Regions from separate parts of the Sus scrofa genome. Here region 2 is linked to region 1. A link is a contact called in public Hi-C data. All regions are on one chromosome and are shown on one strand. The core of a region is the stretch at or near the end of the contact, and the rest is flanking DNA. Distances in the headings are between cores, read along the strand shown.

Region 1 (6,295 bases), core at 1,394-3,893:
GTGTAGAGAAAACATGACAGAGAATTTAAGTGCTAGGACTGAGGACTTCTCACCTTCCAACTGCCCTCTCAGTGGAACGACTCTCAGTTTTTGCAATCGGCTTTAATTTAACGAAGCTTCACGTCCAAAGGCTGGTGTAAAAGGAGTGAAAAGAGCCTGAGGATAACGTGAAGGTGACCAGCTCTTGGGTCCACGGTTGGATCCACCTGCCGCCGAGAACCGCAACACACCTCCGCTCACCTACAGCGCCGACCGCCGGCCGGGGTTGTGGAAGGCATCCAACGGCAACTTTCCGGGGTAAGCGAAGCCCCGAAGGCCCGCAGTGGCCGGTCGGCACCGGGGCCGCCACAGCTGGGCGGGTGGGAGGCCGCGGGGAAGCGCGGGAACCCAAGGACGCAGGAAAGCTGCCAGACAGGCAGGTGTCGCCGGCAGCCGCAGCGCAGCTCGATAGGGGAAACAGGGCGGTGGGGCGAAGGACGCAGCGGGAAGCTTTAGTAAGGCCGAGGGAGGAAGATGAGGCCAGACCCCTTACCTCTTCCAAAGCTGAAGCCATGGTCGAGCTGCGTCAGGCAAGGCCCGAGCTCCACCGGCACAGGGCGAGAACAGGAACGCCGCAACGAGCGCGCTGATTCCAAGCGCAGATCGCACGGACACGAGTCGCAGTGGCCGTGGCCGCGGCCTGAGAACACGCCCGACTCTGAACGGGAGAGCAGCCGGCCTCCGGCACGCGGCGCCTCTGGAACCTTCGCGAGTCCGTCGCCGAAGGCCCACCCCGCTCCAGCACCGCCTATAGGGCTTGGCCCCGCCCTGCCTATCCTGGCCCCGCCCCGCCCACCTCGCCCCGTAGCAACGGCTCAACTCTCGCGATCAAACCGGCAGTTCGAGAAGAGTAACGCCTCTTCCTTCCCGCCTGGGCAACTGTACGTAATTTACTTTGACCCCCATCGCGCCGACTGCGCAGTCGCAGCTCGAAACCGCCGCTTCTGCTTACCTTAAACCACCCCGGAAATAACGCACCAATCTTCGGGGCCTAAACCGGAAGTTGACTAGGCAGTCGAGTGGTTCGGTGCGCTCTAGGACCCGGGGCCACTTCGTCGGCCATCTTGTCTAAGACTGTGAACGTATGCGAGTAAAGGACGAAAAAAGGGATAAAGGCGAGCCTACGTGTGCTAAAACGGGAAAAAACGAGGACATTAAGTGCGCAGGATCCTGAGGGGAACGGTTGTGTTTTCACTGGGTTCTGGCGCTCTGGGGACGTCAGGATTCAGCGTATACGACGTGGTGGCGTCATCACCGGTCGCAGTAGGAGGTGGGGTTGCGTTGGCCGTGTGGCGGGACCCAGTGGCGGCTCCGAAGCGGAGTAAGCTTCCTAATATGCTGGGCGCCTCCCGGGGTGGCTGAGTTTGCTTCCTTCATCGACCAGTCACCAGATTTGGATTCGATTTCAGTGAGCCTATTAATGTCAAAGAAAATGTGAGCTAAGATTTCCTGAGGCTGCATTCTGCTCCGGTTCTGACTCCTGCAGCCCGGCTTAGTAAGGCCCTTGAAAAACTCACTTTTCAGATAGATTATTTTAGCCTTTGGGGACCTCAAAACGTCTGAAACACGGTTGAGAATGTAGACGGTTACCCCTGAGATGTCAAATAACCCACACTCGGCTTTATCAACCCCAAGGTAAAGATGATCCGCAAGTCACAGAAGGAAAAAAGTACAGAAAAATGCAGGGCCATTATCTCAATAAAGAATCAGAAGTACAATACAAAAACAAATTACTTTTGCACACAACTTATGGACGTTAAGGAAAAGATGCTAGAACTAGAGAAGTTCATATCGTTTGATTCCATTTAAACAAAATCTAAAGCTGTGAGACTGAAAATCAGGTTGTGTTTGGGAAGACAGTGACAGAAAGAAGCCACGAGGGGGCTTTTGAGATTCGGCTAATTTTTTTTTCTTGATTTGAGCCCTGGTTACAGATGTGTTCACTGTGTAGAAATTTCATTGAGCGTCCTTCTGTGCAGTTTCTTGTGTATGTTATTTTTAACTAAAAGTTATATTTAAGTAGGCCCAAGAGGTAATTTTCCTGGTAGAAATGTAATACCGATAACAATCGTCAAGATTCGTAGGACTGAACTCCAAAGATCTGTGCATTTTATTTATACTTCAGGTTTTTTTTAAAAAGTGTCTAACTGGAAGCTTGGAATTATTTAGGCACTTAAATAGGAACAGATATCCCATTGCACTATGTGAAAATTTGACCTAATGCAGTGGTAAAAATTTGCTTGATTATGCACCTGGAGCAACTCCACCCCTCAGATATCCTAAAGTCACAAGTTTTAAACACCACCTATATGTTCATTCCCACCACTCTTCGGAAATCCAGACGGTCTCTGCGTGGATGTCTCATAAGCAGGTCCAACTCAGCTTGTGTAAAAAAACGCCTCTCAATTTCTCGTCCTCACACCTCATTGCAATTCTTACAATGATTTGCTAGCTCTGTGAATGGCCACCTCATTCTCTTAATTGCTCAGGCCAAGAAGTCATACTTGAGTCTTCAGTTTCAGGTCCTACATCCCATCTTCTGGCAAGTCTTGGTTTTATCTTCAAAGTATGTTGGTAATAAAACTACTTCTCATAATCTCCACTGCTACCAACTGAGACTAAGGTGTCATTATTTTGTCTGGATTTTTATCCTCTTAACTGGTTTCTCTCCTTCTCCACAGTTTTCCACAGGGCAGCCAGAATAACCTTCACAATTGTATAGAATAAAGTCCAGACTCCTCACTATAACCCAGGATGTTCTACATGATTTTATATCTCACCTTTTATAAATTTCCCATCTCATGGAATTCATCTCTCACCACTCTCCCCTCTCCCTGGTTTAAACACTGGTATTTTTGTCATTCCTTGAATCCACTGAGTTTCTTCTTACCTCTGGTTCTGCATGTAAACTTTGCTTTCTCTCTGGAATGGTTTCCCACCAGATCGTCACTTGGCTTTGTCTGTCTTCCCTTTCTGCCCGCATTTAAAACACCTCAGAATTCCCATTCTTAGGAGTCAACAAAACAAAATTCTGCTTCTCTCCAGATGTATACTATAATTGTCCATACATCTATCATGTAGAAGCAAAACTGACTCCTTGCTCTGCTGCCATTACGAGTAATTGGGTACATGGGATCTCAAAGCAAAAACAAAAACTTTGTATCCTGAGATAGATAAAAAAACAACAAAAACAAACAAAAACCAACATCATCAACATACACATCAGTTCATTGTGTCTAGTTCTAGTTCCCCAATGAAACTCTGAACCTGAGCTTTTCCTATAAAATTAGACTCCTTAAAAATCAAACACACTTTATCTCTGACTTTTGCAATGCTAATGTCTAATAAAAGTATGGATAATAGTGAGAATTACTGTTTCTCAGCAGGAACAAACTACTTACAGAGTCTATACTTGGAAATTGTATAGTTTTTTCCTATAAATATTGTAATTTCTGTTTGGTGAGTTCATCTTTCTGCAGCCTGAACTTCCTTGTAAGTGAATTATTAAAAGATTGTGCTTTGAGTGCCCTTTTGACAGTAATCAAAAGTTTTGTTAAAGTGTAATTTCAAAAAGGTGAAATCAAGATTCTCAGGCAAATATAAAATGAGCTTTGCTATTTCATACAACTCATTGGTTAATGATAGAATCAATAAGTTGTTAAAACTATCAAAAAGTGCATTTGCATAGCTGAGTACTTATGGGCAATTTAACAATGGAATGTTAGTGTACATTTTCAAAGTTAGACATAAGCTGGTTAATGTCCTATGGTGTAGTAAACTACATATGGCCTTTGGAGTTATGTGTTCCTCTGGAAGGAAAATAGGGATTTGCACACTACTGAACAAAAATCTACAAGTTAACAAGTAACTTCACTAAGTGTAGGACCTTTAATCAGTAGTGAACAGTGAGTTCCACTTACTATTATGTCAAGACTACTCATGACCTCCTGTCAAATTCAGTAGATATTTTCTGAATAATTTACTTTTGATGTAAAATTTCTCATTGTTTTAACTACAACATGGACCAAACAAAAGATGTCTGTAGTCTGGGTTTGGGCCACAAACTAATTTTACAATCTCTGATTAGTATTTTTTTTAAAATACTGAATTGTAAGAGGAGATCTGCAATCTGACTTTCATTCAGTTCCATGTACACCCTGAATGAAAAGCAAGTTAGAAAAAAACACAAATCAGGATTCTAGGCACCCTGCCTTCACTCCAGGAGAGCCTCTGGAGCACTGTTGGATTATATAATGACACCCACTGTGACTCTCAAAGGCTAGCAGTAGCCACCCAATCCAGGACTAGCCAAGCATATTTTTGCAAGATTTTGGAATTGGGATGCTGAGATGCTAGTCCATCTCTGCTGGTCACTTGAAGACATGTAAACTTGGAAGCTGTGCATTTAGAAGCAGATGCCTCTTTTCAAAGAGGCAGGAGCAGATAAGCATCACCTGGCAAAACAAGCAGAAGAGTGATTATGAGAACAGTTGCTTAGGTTCCTGATAGAATACCAGTTCTCTCTCCCCATTGCTGCCTCAGGCCCAACAATTTAGCTTTTGGTAGCTATGAATTAAATATACTTTTTTCTTCTTATTTAATTGCATTATTAGTAAGCTAGCTGGAGAGAGTTTCTGTTAACTTGCAACCAAAGAATCTCTACAGAGAGGAATACAGGGCACTTGGCTGTGCTGTACAGGATATCGTTTTGTAGGGTAGGTATAACCTGGAACAAATTCCTGTGTATTTCTTCTTGCTTGTGTAGAGTCTAGTGTCAGATAAGTTTTACATAAAAACCGGGTTCAGATGATTCAGAATAAAATCAACTAAAGAAAGTAAAAAAGACATGTATGGTTTCCAGAACAAATGTTTATTACTGCTTAATGGGGCCAAAGGGGCAACACAAAGCATTGAAAACATCACTGGCTCACAAAAACAGTCACCTTGCTACCTTCTTGCATTTGTTTACTTCACAAGGCTTCATTCACACGTGAAAACAAGATACTAATCCAATTCAAGTTCATAACAATTATAAAAGTAAACATTTGTTGGGACAATGTACAATAAATTGCACTTTTCTTAACAAGCATTACATTTACATTTATAGAGTGTACTATACATAATACATGGAATTATGGAAACATCTAATTGGTCAGTGTTTAGAGAGGAGAAAAGCTGCTCACTAATTTCTTTTGTAGTCAATTAGCACAGTTTGGTCTAATCAACTCCTTTATTCTGGAACCTGTTTTCATTGGAGAAGCCATGGACAAAATCATAGAATTCACAAAAATAGATGGCATAGAATTTCTACTACCTCCCCAGCAAGGGGAAAGGTAGGAATTGAAATAAATAAAGTGGGACTGAGAAACTTTTTTTCTTTATTTGAATTAAGGATCCATATATTATGCAAAATACCAAAAATAGTGAAACTGATGCAAAGGTTATTGGAATCTTGGATTCTGGGACCATTTCCAGGCTTTATTCTTGTGCTTTCATGACACCAGAGTCTTGATGTATTTATGTCCTTATCAATCAGTTTCCTATATTTTAGTCCATATATAATATGTAGTTATTAACAGATTTTACATGTTAATTTATTGCCAATGAAAAGGGAAAGAAACTTAAAATATTAATTTTCTACTCAATGATTCTTTTAAAGTTTTCAGAATACCACAAATGATAAACCGGGGTGGGGGTGGGGAGAGTGGGACGTGTTGGTGAAGATGTTTTTATAGCAGGTAGCAAATTCATTTGAAGATAAACTTAACATGTAGTCTTTTAGATGGAAGCTTAGTAGGGAACATCTGACAGCTGGCTGTAGTCACTAGGCTACTTGTAAACATCCACTTTTCTCCTTACAACTCAAGATCATCTCCCACTGAGGTGCAGCCCATACTGAAGTATTTGTTTTGATAGCTTTTGAAAGGTAGGAAAATGCCTCAGGGCTTTGCCTGTATTGTATGGAAGCCACTCTAAGAGAGGAAGTATGTTGTGGAGCAGTTCCAGTTCAATGTTACCAGCATGGCAACTGGAGGGAACAAGTTACGTCTGGTAGGAAAACAGGGCACTGAGCTGTGTCTGGCCTTCTGTATCTGATCACCATGTGCATGTTCAGTTGCATGGTACCTGGGTATTCAAAAGAGGCAGGGATACTCCATATAAAATTCTACCAATCTCTCTTTCACACACACACACACACACACACACACAACTCCTCCATATAAAATTCTACCAATCTCTCTTTCACACACACACA
Region 2 (6,295 bases), core at 1,922-4,421, 75 kb before region 1:
CTACACCTCCACTTCAACCTGTAGCCTGGCAACCTCCATATGCCACAGGTGGGGCCCTAAAGAAACAGACGAAAAAAATTTTCACAGCTTTCCCCCTCTCTCCCATTCTGCTTATGCTTTTATACACATTTAAGATTTATTTTAAGAACGTTTGCATTGGGGGTTTTGATTGAAATAGCACAAAATCTATACCTTAACCAATTAACATGTTTTATAAGTAAGGATTCCCTGACAGCAGTCAGACTTTTGTCCTAGAGCTGTTGCTTCTCCAGAGGACAGTGTTGAGTGTGGACTGAGATCCTAGGCCTTAACCTAGGACTAGCTCTATGAGCTTGGTAAGTCATCTAACCTCTCTGTGCTTCAATTTCATCATCTATCCAATGGTTCTCATTAATTTATTAAACCCAGAATCAATATGGTACATAGAACAGCCTCTCACAATCAAATATCAAAATAGTTAACAATTAAAATTTTAATCCATCTACCCAAAAATAACTTTTAAGCATCCAAGGGAAAAACTATATGAAGAAAAAAAAAAAAGGCAGTATACTGGCAATGGTATTTATTCTCACCCACTTCTAAATCTAAATGCCCAATTGAACATTTATGTACAAATAGCTTAAACTATATTTGTATGTTATTGGGCTGTTTTTCACTTTAAGAAGAGAGTAAAGCAATTTAATGCATCAGAAGGGCAGGGATTTTTTTTTTTTCTGTCACCCTACCTTACACACATACACAGTGGTACATGATGTTTGCTGACTGAATAAATGAAATGGTACATGATGTTTGCTGACTGAATAAACGAATGATGATGGTTCTCCTGATCTTAGAATTCCAGGACAGTAAGGCAAGCAGCCTTCCTCACTTTATGTTAAATGGGCAGGGAGAATCACAGACTCTTTGGGAGAACACAAGGTAAACTGAACCATCTTTAGGTTTTGCCAGGCTTCTCCACACGCTAACAGAGGAGGTTGCATTGAGGGGAACATCTTAGGCTGTTTTTTTAAAAAAAACAATGCAGTTAAAGAAGATCCTGGAGTCTTCTCTTACCATCTCAGAGCATTCTATTTTATCTGCCATTACATTGCCTTACTCTCTTCTTAAAGTGAAAAACAACCCAATAACATACTAATATTTTTTAAACTATTTGTACGTAAATGATAACAATAGCATTATTCACAATAGCCAAAAGGTGGAAGCAGAGCAAGTGAATATCAACAGATGAAAAGAGAAATAAAATGATACATATCCTTACAATGGAGTATTATTCAGTCACGAAAAGTAAGGAAGTATTGACAGATGCATACATTTTGAAGACGTAATATTAAAGAAAGAAGCCAGACACAAAACAAGTGTGTGGTTCGACTAATATGAGGTATGTAGAGTAGTCAGATTCATAGAGATAGAAAGCAGAATGGTGGTCACCAGAGGCTGGGGTACAGGGGGAATGAGGAGTTACTGTTTAATAGGTACAGAGTTTCAGTCTGGGAAGGTAAAGTTCTGGGGATGGACAGTGGTGATGGTTGTACAATAATGTGAATGTATTTAAAGCCATCCACCTGTACACTTAAAAATGGTTAAATATAGTAAAAATTATTTTATATATATTTTACCTCAATTTTAAAAAAAGGACACTGTGTATACAGCTGGCTCACCCATTTCATGAGCTGATTGTGTTACTGAGTCTAAGGGTGTACTGCTTGCTGCAAGGCGGGTCAGTAAACTGGAGACATGTTGTTGGAGCAAGGAATAGTGGCTTTATTCCAAAAGCCAGCAAACCAACAAGATGGGGCAATGGTGTCCCAAAAAATCATCTTCCCAGAGTTAGAATTATGGCTTTTTTAAAAATATATATATACTAAAAGGGGAGGGGATAAAGTCCTGGTTCCAGGTCAACTCCAGAGGCATGTGTTAATTTCTTCCTTCCTGCAGGCATTCATAGTTGGGCCTGGTCAGGATGTTTTCTGTGAGCTAAACAAAGGTATTTTAGCTTAACTCTCATTACCTGGGAGGCAGGGTCACCAGAGATGGACCATTATGTGTAATTTTAGCTTATAAGTAACATCCCTTCAGTGATTAACTTTTAATAGAATACATAGGTTCTTCCCTATTACAATTGCAGAAAATGACCTTCAACTGTGGGGAGGAGAGAGAAGGGCATTACATGGGCTAGAATTAGGAATAGGTGGCTGCCTGACCCCTGTTCAAGAATTTTCTGCTTCTGCTATGATAGGGGCTTATGCTGTCCTTTCCTGCCAGCTGGTCTCAGTCAGTGTCTCCCCAGTCCGTTAGCTATGTCCCAATAAACTTGATCTTCTTAAAAAAAAAAAAAAAAAAAAAAAAAAGGAGTATGTACTCATCTTCCCTTTCCACAAGATTCCTGTTCAATGATGCAGATATAAGTAACACACAGGCAACTCCTCCTTCATCAATCAACACATCTAAAATACAGGTCCCACTAAGATACAGTCCTTGATATTCTTTCACCAGGACGGTAGGTGGGTAGTACTTGCCTTACATCCGCACAAAGGGGCACCTCAGAGTTTATTCCAGACAAAGGACATTTGCTATGAAACTGAACTCAAAGTTCTCTGACCTACAGACTGAAAACAGCAGTTTTAAATGCCAAGGCTCCCCTCCACCTGAAAAACCCCCAAATGTTTTAAGCCCTTTTCACCTAAAGCTCCAATATGCAAACTGTATTTTTAAAATTTATTTTTTAAACCCTAGACATATAAATGGGAATTGTAGCATTGCCATTAGCAACTTGATCATTCTCATCATATAGCGGAGAGAAAGGAGATACCTGCAAAATCTACGTAAGGGATAACAGAGGAAGAGCTGACCATAATTCTAGGTTTCTGGCAAATAAACTAATGGCGGGTACAGGAGAAGCAAGTTGAGCGAGAGAACTTGAGAAACAGAAACTAGTGATAATGAATGAACTGGCAGGTGGGAGTAGGGGAAAGAAATGGAGGTGGGTGGGGACACAGTTAATTTAAGAGGTTGTGTAAAGAATCTGAGAGGAACAGGTGAAGAGCGTCAGCCTCCACGGTCAGTAGCACAACTCCGCTTCCAGATTGTTAATTCCCAAATTCCGTTGAATACCGCGAGAACTCCTATCCAATAACTTCTCCCTTCTGCCGGTACGCTAAAGACCCCACCCCCTGCGGCCCAGACCCCGCCCCTCGTGTCCGCTGTTTCCGGCTGTGTTAATAAAGTTGCAGCGGTTTGCCGCTTGCGGCGGACAATATGGCGGCTTCCATGCTGGGTTTTCTGCTGCGGACCGTCCGGCAGGTCTGGCCCACGCGTTTATACCCTCTCTCCTCTTTCCCCTGAACCTCCAAACCTGCGAGTCGCCCACCATTCTGCCACCTGTAGCGTCCAGTGCAGACCCGTGTCAGTGTTCTCCCTCTCCCCACTTCCCTTCTGTCTGATTAAGGGGAGGGCTGAGCTGCGATTTTAAATTTGGTATTCGCTTATAACTAAGTGGGGTTCAAAGCTGCAGATTGACTCCATTTTTTAAGGAATGTAGGTGGAGACAGAAGTAGTCCGAGGAATGAGGCCCTAGGGACTCCAGTGTTAAGAGAACGGAGCAAAGGAGACTTCAAAGGAGCAGAGCGAGGAAGGAGCGTGGTGGCCTGAAAGCATTCCAAGATCAGGGAGTAGGCAACTCTGCTCAAAATCAATTTTAAAAAGGGCCGATAGTTGCCTGTCGGGTTTAGTAGTGAGAAAGTTGGTGGGACCTTGATCATAGTTGTTTTTTTGCGTAGTAGGGGCGAAACCGTTCAAGACAGCGGGAGGAAAGAAATTGGAGATGAGCATTTGAAGACGTTTTGCTGCAAAGGGGAGCAGAAAAGGGAGTCGGTAGCTGGAGAGGAGATGAGTTAAGAACAGGTGTTTTGTGTGTGTGTATTTTTAACGTGGCAGAAGTAACTGCATGTTTTTGTGTTAAAGGGAAAAATTCTGTAGAGTGGGGAAAATGTAGGAGAGAGAATTGCTGGAGCTGTGTAGGCAAGAGGTGGTGACTAGTGTTCGGTTTTTTTGGTCTCAGGAACTTGAAGAGTTATCTGTAATACCGTTGTCCAGTAGAAATAAAATGCCAACCACATATGTAATTTAAAGTTTTATAGCGGTCACGTTTAAAAATTAAAAGATGAAATTAATTTTATTGAAATATTTTAATAGGTATATCCAAAATACTGTTACTTCAACATGTAATCTGTAAAGGGATATATTTATTTTTTTAAATATAGATCTTTAAAATGAAGTATGTATTTTAAACTTACAGTACATCTTAGTTCGGATGCTAAATTTTCCACCATTGAAATGGAAAATGTAGTATCAAAACAGTTACTTGATATTTACCTTGGTTGTTTAAATTTTTAAATTCTTTAAAATTTTTAATTAAATAAAATTAAGTAAAATTAGGAATTACATTCTTCTAGTTAACTTGAAGTGCTCCCTAGCCAATAATAGTCCCGGAGTGGCTGTTATTGGGTGTTAGAAGGAGCAAGCTGGAAAGAAGTGATAGAGAATTAACGCAGTTATTAAATAGAATGCTTGTTGTTCCTGCTCTGATGCAGTGGGTTAAGAATTCAACCGTGGTGATTCGGGTCGCTGCAGAGGCATGGGTTCGAGCCCTGGCCAGCAAATTAAAGATCTGGTGTAGCCGCAGCTGTAGCTCGAATTCAGTCTCTAGCCCGGGAACTTCCACGTGCCTCGGGTGGTGATGATGATGATGATGATAGAAAGCTTGCACTTACTGGTAATGAAAGACCTGGGGCATGAAAGTGAATAGGTGAAGAAGAATGGAGGACAAAAACCACTGGAGGGAAAGAGTTCGAGAAATGGAGAGATCAGGGTATAAGTTCATATATATTGGAATCACCAGGAATTAAGACAGGAAGAATACTGGAGAGAATGACAGTGGGCCCAGGATACAGTGAATGAAAAATGAAAGGGAATGGTGGGGGCTGTGGTAGATGATTGCAACAGTGACGGGCAGTGGGAGTATAACTCAATGGCACAAGAGTCAAAGCTTCCTTTCAGCAAGGAGCTGCAGTGAAAAGCAAGGATGTTTTCTCCCAGTTGTGGGAGAAAAAGAGCAACTGGAGAAAGCCAGAATGATGTCCCCTGACCTTACAACTGTAATCTTGTTCATTTTTTCTTTAGGTTTGGACAGACATCACCTTCTCTCCCTTCCCCACCTCCCATCTGTATCAGAATTCTGTCAGTCCTTCAAAGCCTTGTCAAAGCCCCCTTTCCATGTTGCTCATTTCAAGCCACAGTGACCACGGTATTCATTTGACCCAGTCATGTTTCAAATCAGTATTGAAATTTCACTCATGCTGTCTTATTTCCAAAAAGATAATAGAGTTGTTGTATTTCCCCATGAGACTTTCAGCATTGAAGATGCTTAGTTTATCTTTTTTAAAAAATAAATTGAAAAAAAATCTTTTCAGTCTAGTATTCTCATTTTCAGTTTTTCTGTATAATGCTGTATATATATATATATATATGTATGTATTTTCTAAACAGCAGTTATAAGAAGCCATCATCATTTTCCATAGCTGCAGTTTAATTAACATATAATATTAGCTCTGGTTTGGGAGAGACGAGTTTCTAGTGGCCTGTACACACCATGCCTATATTTTCAGTGAGAACTGTAAACCATCACCATGTAAACATGTGACAGTGAAGAGTCTACTGTCTTACTACTGGACAACTCATGCTAAAAAAATTTAGGTCAGTGATCATTTCAAAATACCTTTTGGCCAAGCAATTCTTCTTCCAAGAATTTATCCTGCTGATATATAGAAATATATATGAAATGATTTACATAGGACATTATTCACTGTTTGCATTGTTTTTGTAACTGGTGAAGTATGGTTATCTGTCCACCGATAAATCACAGGATAATAAATCATGAAGCATCTGTGGTGAGGAAAAAGTAACTTCTTTATCCCCTTCTAAGTTCTCAGCTGGGGGCCTTGTAACAAGAGAAAAGCATACAAATTTGTAAGTTTTACAAAGGACCCTTCATAAGGAAGACCCAAAGAAGCAGTTAAACCTATGGTTTTTCACTAGGTTGATGAAGCCTAGAAAGTCATGGGAAAATGTGATACGACAAAAGGTGTAAGCTAAGTGTAGACAACTAAGGGAGACTAGCAAGATTTATAATTCAGATTCTTCTCAGTGTCCCTCAGGCTTCAGACATAAGGATTCTTTTTTCATTTCCCTCTTCCTCCTGGGGTATAGGGAGGGGATCTATATCATAAGACCTGGGGTA

Evidence for each region. Hi-C and Micro-C count contacts between places; a contact is called where the count stands out from the background.
Region 2: a contact with region 1 is called in a Hi-C map of liver, with 9 times the contacts expected there. The contact joins the promoter of MRPS14 here to the promoter of CACYBP in region 1. A contact is called at or near these places in 1 of 5 promoter capture datasets (liver), 5 of 47 Hi-C or Micro-C datasets (fetal liver, heart right ventricle, liver and 1 more) and 1 of 2 datasets of contacts at active chromatin or transcription factors (alveolar macrophages).

Annotation. Positions count from the first base shown.
Region 1 is chr9:117,058,651-117,064,945 of Sscrofa11.1, reverse strand. It overlaps CACYBP (calcyclin-binding protein), which reads right to left and starts at 2,643. Exons shown (of 6, transcript XM_013989620.2): 1 at 992-2,643. RABGAP1L (rab GTPase-activating protein 1-like) reads right to left here. Exons shown (of 26, transcript XM_021102607.1): 26 at 4,889-6,295.
Region 2 is chr9:117,134,064-117,140,358 of Sscrofa11.1, reverse strand. It overlaps MRPS14 (28S ribosomal protein S14, mitochondrial), which reads left to right and starts at 3,171. Exons shown (of 3, transcript XM_013989625.2): 1 at 3,171-3,300. The coding sequence starts at 3,256.